3 separate regions of the Mus musculus genome follow, and all the other regions are linked to region 2. The links are chromatin contacts, called in public promoter capture Hi-C maps. All regions are on one chromosome and are shown on one strand. The core of a region is the stretch at or near the end of the contact, and the rest is flanking DNA. Distances in the headings are between cores, read along the strand shown.

Evidence for each region. Promoter capture Hi-C pulls out the DNA fragments that hold promoters and counts their contacts.
Region 1: a promoter capture Hi-C map of pre-B cells shows a contact between it and region 2. The contact joins the promoter of Abcc5 here to the promoter of 2610318N02Rik in region 2. A contact is called at or near these places in 3 of 39 promoter capture datasets (frontonasal cranial neural crest, maxillary cranial neural crest and pre-B cells).
Region 3: a promoter capture Hi-C map of pre-B cells shows a contact between it and region 2, with 2.7 times the contacts expected there. The contact joins the promoter of Clcn2 here to the promoter of 2610318N02Rik in region 2. A contact is called at or near these places in 1 of 39 promoter capture datasets (pre-B cells) and 2 of 9 other capture datasets (adipose tissue and liver).

Annotation. Positions count from the first base shown.
Region 1 is chr16:20,425,126-20,427,999 of GRCm38.p6, forward strand. It overlaps Abcc5 (ATP-binding cassette, sub-family C (CFTR/MRP), member 5), which reads right to left and starts at 1,269. Exons shown (of 30, transcript NM_013790.2): 1 at 1,123-1,269.
Region 2 is chr16:17,123,832-17,126,531 of GRCm38.p6, forward strand. 2610318N02Rik (RIKEN cDNA 2610318N02 gene) reads right to left here and starts at 1,371. Exons shown (of 7, transcript NM_001358255.1): 1 at 1,159-1,371. It overlaps Mir130b (microRNA 130b), which reads right to left and starts at 311; the gene lies at 230-311. It overlaps Mir301b (microRNA 301b), which reads right to left and starts at 665; the gene lies at 569-665.
Region 3 is chr16:20,715,216-20,718,004 of GRCm38.p6, forward strand. Clcn2 (chloride channel, voltage-sensitive 2) reads right to left here and starts at 1,421. Exons shown (of 24, transcript NM_009900.2): 1 at 694-1,421. The coding sequence starts at 780. Polr2h (polymerase (RNA) II (DNA directed) polypeptide H) reads left to right here and starts at 2,611. Exons shown (of 5, transcript NM_145632.2): 1 at 2,611-2,779. The coding sequence starts at 2,707.

The DNA of each region.
Region 1 (2,874 bases), core at 19-2,518, 3.3 Mb after region 2:
TGTGTGTATCAGGACTAGGAAAACCTGGCATATTTTGGTTTAAGCCAGCACTATAAAGGGAGAAAGAAGAATAAACAAAGTGGGGACTCTCACATTAGTACCCCGACTCAAAACTGACAGGGTTGGGGGCCACCTGGTTTTGCTCTAAAATTCTCTTTCCAGTGAAGAGGGGTGGATGTGACGATTCTGCAGGGGGGAGGGGCATTGTGTAGGCCTGGAGAACTGTAACTAACCAGGTTGGTGTTTCCAAGTTCTGTTATCGCAACATCTCTCAGGTTTTAGGCGCCTCAGGAAGCTCCTTCAGGCCCTGCAGCTACTGGAAGCTACTGGAAGCTACAAGGAAGCTGAACCACTTATCACGCCCCCCCCACCTCTCCCCCAGGGCCCACCTGTGCCTCCAAGCTCCCTCACCTGTCACTTACTCCAGAGACCCCAGTAAAACCCATCCATTTCTCCCTTCGGAACTCAAGACTTCCCCGGTCATTCCTGTGCCCACCTGCATCGAGACTCCCACATCTGTACGAAAACACCAAATCCAGGTGTTATAAACACAAAGCCACTAGCTCCTTTGCGTGTCAGCACCGAAAAGGACACTGGTGACAGAAGATCTAGGCTCCCATCTCTACCTCGGCTTCGCTGTGTGTGCTGATGCCACGTACCTCCACATACCAGTAGCAAAACAAACAAACAAAAAACAAAACAAAACATAGATAATGACTTACGTAGTAAGTGGCTGACAGCCTCCAGTCCCGGAGGGAGGTTGGGGCTTCTCTCTGGACAGCTCCGCCACCCGGCCCTAGGGCGTTCCCATGCCAGCCCCGGGCCTGCGAGCACAGGCTCCACGACCCACCCACAGCGAACGCAGCTCCCCCTGGTGGCCGCGCGGAGAGTGGAGCCGGCCGTGACCACCCATCAAACCTCCCCTCCTGCCTTCTAACATCTAGACCTCCGCACAGCCCGCGAGGTCGCCAACAAGCCGGGGACCGCGCGAGATCGGAACGAGACAGGCCCCGTTTCTCCCGTCCGAGGCTTCCCACCGCCCACCCCGCCTTGGAGAGCCCAAAGAAGTGAGCCCGTGACAGCCTCCGACACTGCATGAAAAAGGCGTGAACCGTCACCTACCTGCACCCCAGCCTCCCCACACGAGAGCAAACAGCCCGGGCACGCTCGCGAACATCGGACCCTGAGCAAAACAAGCCTTTATAGCGGCATAGTCCCCCACAACGCGCAAGCGCGATGCACAAAGCTTGCGCAAGACCGAAGGGAATCGTAGTCCCTCATCCGGCAGCCCCCAGCGCCGCACACCGCAAAAGACTACGTTTCCCAGAAGCACCGCTGGTGCCCGGGATGGGGTGCAGGCTGCTCACAGTACCCGCGCGCATCTCGTGCTGCCCCATCCTTCCCCGGTTTCTGATGCCCAGTCTGGAACCTTCTCTGCCTTAGTCACGGGGGCTGGGCAGGCGGGTCGGGGTAGCCGGTGGCGCTGTATTCTCTGACAGCCAGAGGTTCAAAGTCAGGAACTTCCAAATCTATGCGGCGGTTCCACGTGCCAGAAAACATCGTGAAGGTCATCATAGCCTGCTTCTGTCCAGCCCCAACTCTTAGCTGTGGTGTCACTTAATGGGTGCATGAGTCCTCCACGTTCTGCATGAATGGTACCTTTGGATCTTTTCTCTTACCCATCTATCTCAGCTTCTTGACTTCTAAGTAGTGAAATGCCAGAATCGCAATTTCCAAAGTGACAAGGGATGTCAAAATGATATACTAACTAATCAATCTATTTTTATAAATAAATGTAAAGCTCCCGAGGCATTAGTCGTTTTATTTTTTCTATTTTATCTATTTTAGTATCATAATATAAAGACTACTCTATTGCATGCCTCCCAACCTTTAAACTACCCGGGGCTTGTTTATGGTTACCCATTTAAGGGATTTAAAAAGAAAGTAAACTGGATTGTCCATCATACAACTACCTAGTTAGCTACTGTGAACACTAATGTCATAAAGCTGGACTTATTGACAGGATGTATATTTGACACACAGAAAGCTCAGGAAGATAGGCAGTGTTCAGAGCTGGGCTTTCAGGAAGTTGGATCATGAAGACTCTGAGTTAATGAACGGTTTAATATTGACTGATTGTTCCATGTCACTATTAGAAGCTAGTAGAATATGAGGACTTGGAGGCTTGTTAAAGGAAGTTGGTCCCTGGAAGTATACCTTTGAGAGATGTGTGTTACCCCTTCCTGTCATGATGTTCAGCCTTGTGCCGAGCACACACTAACAAAACCAGTTCACCATGGATAAAAACCTGAGCCAAAATAAGTATTTTCTCCTTTAAGTTCATGTTTTCTCCGGTATTTGTCATATTGTCATAATAACAAAAAGCTGATTATGTTTCACTATTTTAAAATTAAGATATATATTGTTGGGGTCAAGGAGTCGCCAGACAAACCACCAAACACTGATCTCAGGCAGACAGGGATAGTTTATGGAGCGTATGTCCTGGGACTGACTGATCAGGGTCAAAGACCAGACTCAGGAGCTGACTGCAACCTCGAGCCAGAATCTACAGAGCTTTTTAAGTCTGAAATCCACAAACATCTGTGTCAAGTTCTTCCACCAATCAGGATTTAGGGATAAGGACTTCCTCTGGAGCAGGTCTTTGTTGTACACGTATCCTGTTCCCATTGGTTGGGGGATCAACTTGCATTGCCTAACATCCATGCCTTAACTTGCCAACCAGGATATCAGTTACCCATGTCCATATCTTTTTCTGCCATGTAGGATGTCAAACCCCAAAGAGTTCTTAGGAATTTAAAACTATTAAACCCCTACTCAAAATGGAAGTCTTATTCCAAATAACTTCTTACATTG
Region 2 (2,700 bases), core at 121-2,620:
TCACTCACCGCCGCGCCCCCTGCAGCAGACTCCCCTATCTTAACCTGGGGGGAGGGGGCTAAGAGCTTGAGACTGGAGCCTTTCCAAATCTGGGGTCTCCCCTTTGTACTGGTTCCAGCCTTGGAATATGGTTCTCAGCATCCACCTTATCCTTTTAGCTAGAGATAGCTATCTCTATCTAAGACTATGATCCAAGCACTGACCCTTTTGTTCCTCAGGCTCCTTAGCTGGCCCGACAGATGCCCTTTCATCATTGCACTGCTTCCCAGAGGCCCACAGTAGTGCAACAGGGAAAGAGTGTCCAACAAGCCTGTCAGTCTCACGGGGTGGGGCGGGGCATGGGGAGTTGGGGTGGCTGGAGTGGGATCTTAGACCTAGAACGCATGCCCACCTGGGCGGAGCCTCGGCCTGAGCAAAGGATGCCCTCTGACCCCAGAGACACGGGCCTGGCTACAATCTCAAGTTTCCATGGAGAAGAGAGTAAAATGAGCAGGGGGAGGGTACGGCCTGCAGGCCTGAGGGGCCAGGCCTGGAAAGGGAAGAAAGAAGGAACAGTAGGTGAGGTGGTCTTCGAGGCTGGTCCCAGATGCTTTGACAATACCATTGCACTGCTTCTCACAGCACAGTAGTGCAACCTAGTCAGAGCACCCGCAGCCAGCAGGAAATCCATCGCCCTCGCTGCACGCAGGGCTGCGCTGGAAATTCAACCACCATGGGTGGGTGGGACATCTATCCAAGCTCGGAGAACAGACGGGATTCCAGCCCGGATGCAGTCCTCTGGACTTATTAACTTCAGGGAACTCAAACTTTCTCTAACAGGCTTCTGATTCTGGTGAGGTACTCCAAGGAGGGAGCTGAAGGGCGAGCACCCGAGGGGGCTCAAACACAAAGGAGAGAGGCCTGCGCTCAGTTGCAGAGGGGAGCACAGTGGGACTACTTGTACCCTGTTTCAGACCAGAACTAGAATAAGAGGGATACTTCACTCCTTGCACGTGAGGCCCTTGGAGTCCGAGATCCGGTCCTTGGTCCATTCCCCCAGTATGAGTTCTGCACTCTATCCTAACAGATTCTCCTGCCTAGAAGAGCAGAACTAGGGCTTCCTGGCATCTGGAGTTTCCCTGGCCTCACCGCACACCCTATCCCAGACCAGTTACTCACGTGGACAGACACCTCTTGTTCTCACCAGGGGGACAAGGTGAAGCTTAGTGGAAGATCCAGGTAGGCGGCGGCCCCGTCATATCTGGACAACCCCGCACCTCAGCACCTCGTGGCGCCCTCTCTCCCTCGGCTCCATCTTTAACCATCTGACAGTCCCGAGGGCCGAGCCCCGGGCCTCAAGGCACAGCGCCAGCCTCATTGGCTTGCGCCTACACCAAGCTTTGCCTCCTGCGCACCTATTGGCTGCTGCTGGAAAGATTTCAAAATAGCCTCCAGGCTCCGATTGGCCAGGCGCCCGAGTTTTGGCTCCACCGTTTTAACAATGAGTTCTACAAACACTTTCTCCTCATTCATAACTCTTGAAAAGGAGCTCTGTCCGCCTTTTCCCAGCTCATTTCTCTGTAGTTATTATAGTGATACTCATGAGGGCGCGTCCATGCTTACTACACAGCTCACCAAATTAGCGAGGGCTCTGAGATCCCGGCAAAGTGTCCTTTGGCCAAGCCAGCGGTTGAATGAACCCCTAGGGGATGCTTCGTATTTCGCGAGAAATTTGTTCATTGCTCCTCCAGGATGGGACATTTACTTAAAAACCGTGGCCTTCCCTCTTTCTGTCCAACTTCAGAGCATCGTCATCAGGAAACCTCTGGCTGGGCTGAGGAGGCCCTGGCACTTTTTGTAAGTGAAGAAATGCTCTGATGTCATTGATGTCATTGAGAATGTGAACCACTTTATGGGTAAGAGTTCATTAAGTGACCTTTCTGAGCTAATATGTCCAAAGATACACAGCACCTAGCACCCAGAACCTGAGGTGTTCTACTCAGTTCTGTCAGCGAAGGGAAAAACAGAGTTTTGCAGCTGGCGTCTGAGCTTTACCCCTAGTTATATCCATATGAGACAGGGAATCTTTACCCCCCAGCTCAAAGGCTGAAAGAAAATATTTTTAAAGCAGACAGAGCTGGTTTTCGATCTTCAAGAACTCATTTTGTCCACTTAATTTTAAATGTAATTTTTTGTGTATGGGTGCTTTGTTTGCCTGTCTGTACCACCATGTACATGCCTAGTGTTCAGGGAGGTCAAAAGGCTTTCTATCCTCTGCAACTGAAACTATAGAGGATTGTAAGCAAACACATGCATGCTGGAAATGAAACCCATATGCTCTGGTAGAGCAACCAATGCTATTAACACTGACCCATAATATCTCAGTCCCTACATTGTTTTGTCTTCTTTGGGAAAAAAAAGAATGCTGGTTTTTTGAGACATCGTATATCACGGCTGGCTAGTTGAGAACTCACAGAGTAGACCAGGCTAGCCTTGTGCTTATGGTAATCCTCCTAGGTTTTTGCAGTACTGGGGATACAGCCACCACACTGCATCGCTCCACACAGATACAAAATAAAACATCCAGAAATTCCAACATTTGGGAAGTGGAGAAAAGAGCCAGAAGTTCAAGACCAGCCTGAACTACATGAAATACTGTCTTTAAAGAGAGGGGGCTCACCAGAAAGAAGGCTCAGTGGTTAAGAGGGTTGGCTGCTCTTC
Region 3 (2,789 bases), core at 171-2,670, 3.6 Mb after region 2:
AGTCATCTCAAAGCTCAGGACCCCTGCTTCTTATGAGGTCAAGGGACACTCCATGGGCGTGGGTGGTGGTGGTGGGGTACCTGGCTAGATCCAGCTGGAACAAAGGTTTCAGTTCTCACACCCATTCCTGCTTCCTGCATCGGCCCTAAAGCTTCAGTCCCCAGGGTGGCAAAAAGCCACCTAAGCCACCTTTTCCAACAGGGTCTCCTGAGGAGTTCTTGTCAATGTTGGGCTTGAGCTGTTAAAGGCAGGGGTTGGGTTTGATTACTTCCTACTGTCTTTAAGCTAAGCCTGGGACCATGTACACAGCAGGGACCCAGGAGGGTGTTGAAAGTAGATAGACATGTGGATCAAGTTCAATAGTATAGATGGTGTTCAGAAAGAGCACTGGGCTGCTGTAACTTGGACTCAAGTGGTAAGTGAAGAAAACAAAAACGTGTATGCAGAAGTGGGTAAGAGAAAGGACACCTGGGCCAAGCACCTGGTGTCATTGTCTTCTGCAGGCCACCAGTCTCAGCCAGAAACCAGCAAGCAGCTTTCCAACACTCTGAACCCACAGCCTGGCGGATCCCGAACCTCAGTTTCCATAGCTGAGAAAGGCTGAGGCCGGGTTAGGGTAGGCCATCTGTCCTCACACTTTCCAGGGCAACCTGCAGCATTGGTCCCGTAGGGCAACCCTTGGGTTTCACTTACCAGGGTCTGCTCGTACTGCAGCGCTCGAGGCTCCATCCCTTCCCCCGCCGCCGCCGCCGCGGCCGCCGCAGCCGTTGCAGCCGCCATCTCGGTGCACTGTCCTCTTGCCTCCCTCTGCTTCTCGGCCTTGACTCAGCTCCCGGCCCGCTGAGCCCGCGCCCGCACCCGTCCCGTCCCCTCAGCCCAGGCGGCCGAGTGCAGAGTGCGACGGGTCCCCGGGCGCGCGCCGCAGGCTCAGCCTCCCGCTAGCGTCTCCTCCTCGGCGGGCGGGCCGAGGGCGGTGCCCTGCTTTGCTGCTCCGCCCCGGCCCATCTGCAGGGGCGTCCCTGCCCGGCCGGGGTCTGCATTGGGGCCGCCTCCTGGTGTCCGGAGAGGCGGCAGGGGGCGCTTGAAACACGATCTCGCACCCCTTCGCCACGGAGGCCCGGGATTAACCCAGCGCCCTGAGGGTGCGGGGGCCGGGCGGGGGCGGGTCTGCTGGCACGTGGAAGGGACGGGCTCTCCCGCGGCTGCAGCGTTGTGCGGGAGGGGCTGGAGATGTGGGGACTCTTGAACTGGGGTAGGGGGCTACTGACAAAAGCTAATTCGGGCTCTCTAAGCCAGACCGGACAGGGGCAGCCTCTGCTTCACACTTTCAGGCGGCTCAGACGCATCTGGGAGGATGCCCGAGAGCCGGCTCCCTCCTTGCCTCCCTTTCTCCTTCCTTTCCTCCGGGTTCCCCCGGGAAGGTGCACCTGGAATGGCTAGGCCTGGAAAGAGGGGCGGAGGTGGAGGTGGGAGGGGACGGGAAGGGGTGAGGCCCGAGGGAAGGGAGCTATTGGTGCGGGGGAGGCCGCTCCTGGGAGGCGGGTGTGTGTGTGTGTGTGGGGGGGGGGGGGAGCAGAGGTCGCTCCTCCCAGGCACCGCTTAAGGGGGAATTTGAGTAGCTGCTGACGCCCTGAGGAAACGGCCTACTGAGGCTCCACATTGTCTTTCGGGGTCCTGGGAAGGACAAGAAGAAGGTGTCGAGGGCACAAAGAGGATGGGCAGCGTTAGGTTGGAGCCACTGGAGAGGACAGTGTCCAGAAATCTGTGGAGAAAGAATAGTACCAGGATGAAGACTCATTCAAGAAACAAGAGGGTGCCCAGCACAGGGGCTGTAATGAGAGGAGGTAGCACCTAGAAAGAAGGTATTGCGAGCTGTCGCCTCCCAGTGAAAGGCGCACTTCAGTGTCCAGAAGAGGGTGGTATAGTGGGGTGACAGGCAGTACCAAGTTCAGTTGGCAGTGTTCTAGGGGATCAGTGTGAGGCTAGTGCCAAGCAGGGCCAAGGGAAGACGGGAGTGGCGAGGAGGTGAAGCCCCAGGGGAGGGCACAATGCGGGCTTTCCTTTCCCCGAGAGTGACATCATGGCAAATTCCCAAACCGGACGCACCCGGCTCCGGTGATGTCTAGCTGGTCCGAGCCAGCTCGCACCAGCTTTGGGGATCTTGGTGACAGTCTGAGGGGCTGGGCACCGGGTCCTGGAGGGCTGGTGCTCTGCGGGCGGGGTTCTGCTCCACCTGCCTGCAGCGCGGACTGTGCCCTCGGCCGGCACGCGGACTTCAGGGAAGGGCTAGGGCCGGGCTTCTCTGGGCCAAGGATCAAGGTTCCTGGCTGGGTTAGGCCCCCAAGCTTTCCACGCTTTGGGATCCACAGTCTGAAGAGGGCGCCGTCGAGCCGGGCGCAGCGCGGTACCCCGTCGGAGGTGGGACTTAATCTGTCCCCGCCTTGGACGGAGTCACCGAGTTTTGAGACTCGCCCACAAGGCCCGAGCACCTCGGAGGTGGCCCTTCCCGGCGGAAGTGAAGAAGCCCCGAGAAGGAGGCAGCGGAAGTGGCTGCGTGACTGCAGCCCGTGCGCACGCGCCCTCGGCCTCGTTGCCGCTTTTGGGGCGGTACTCTGCCCTGTCTTACTTTTCTCCACGTGAGGGGGTGCGCGAATCCCCAGTGGTGGCCGCGCGCTCACATCCTCTGCAGCTTTCGTGCCCTTCGCGATGGCGGGCATCCTGTTCGAGGATATTTTCGATGTGAAAGACATCGACCCAGAAGGCAAGAAATTTGACCGAGGTAAGCGGTG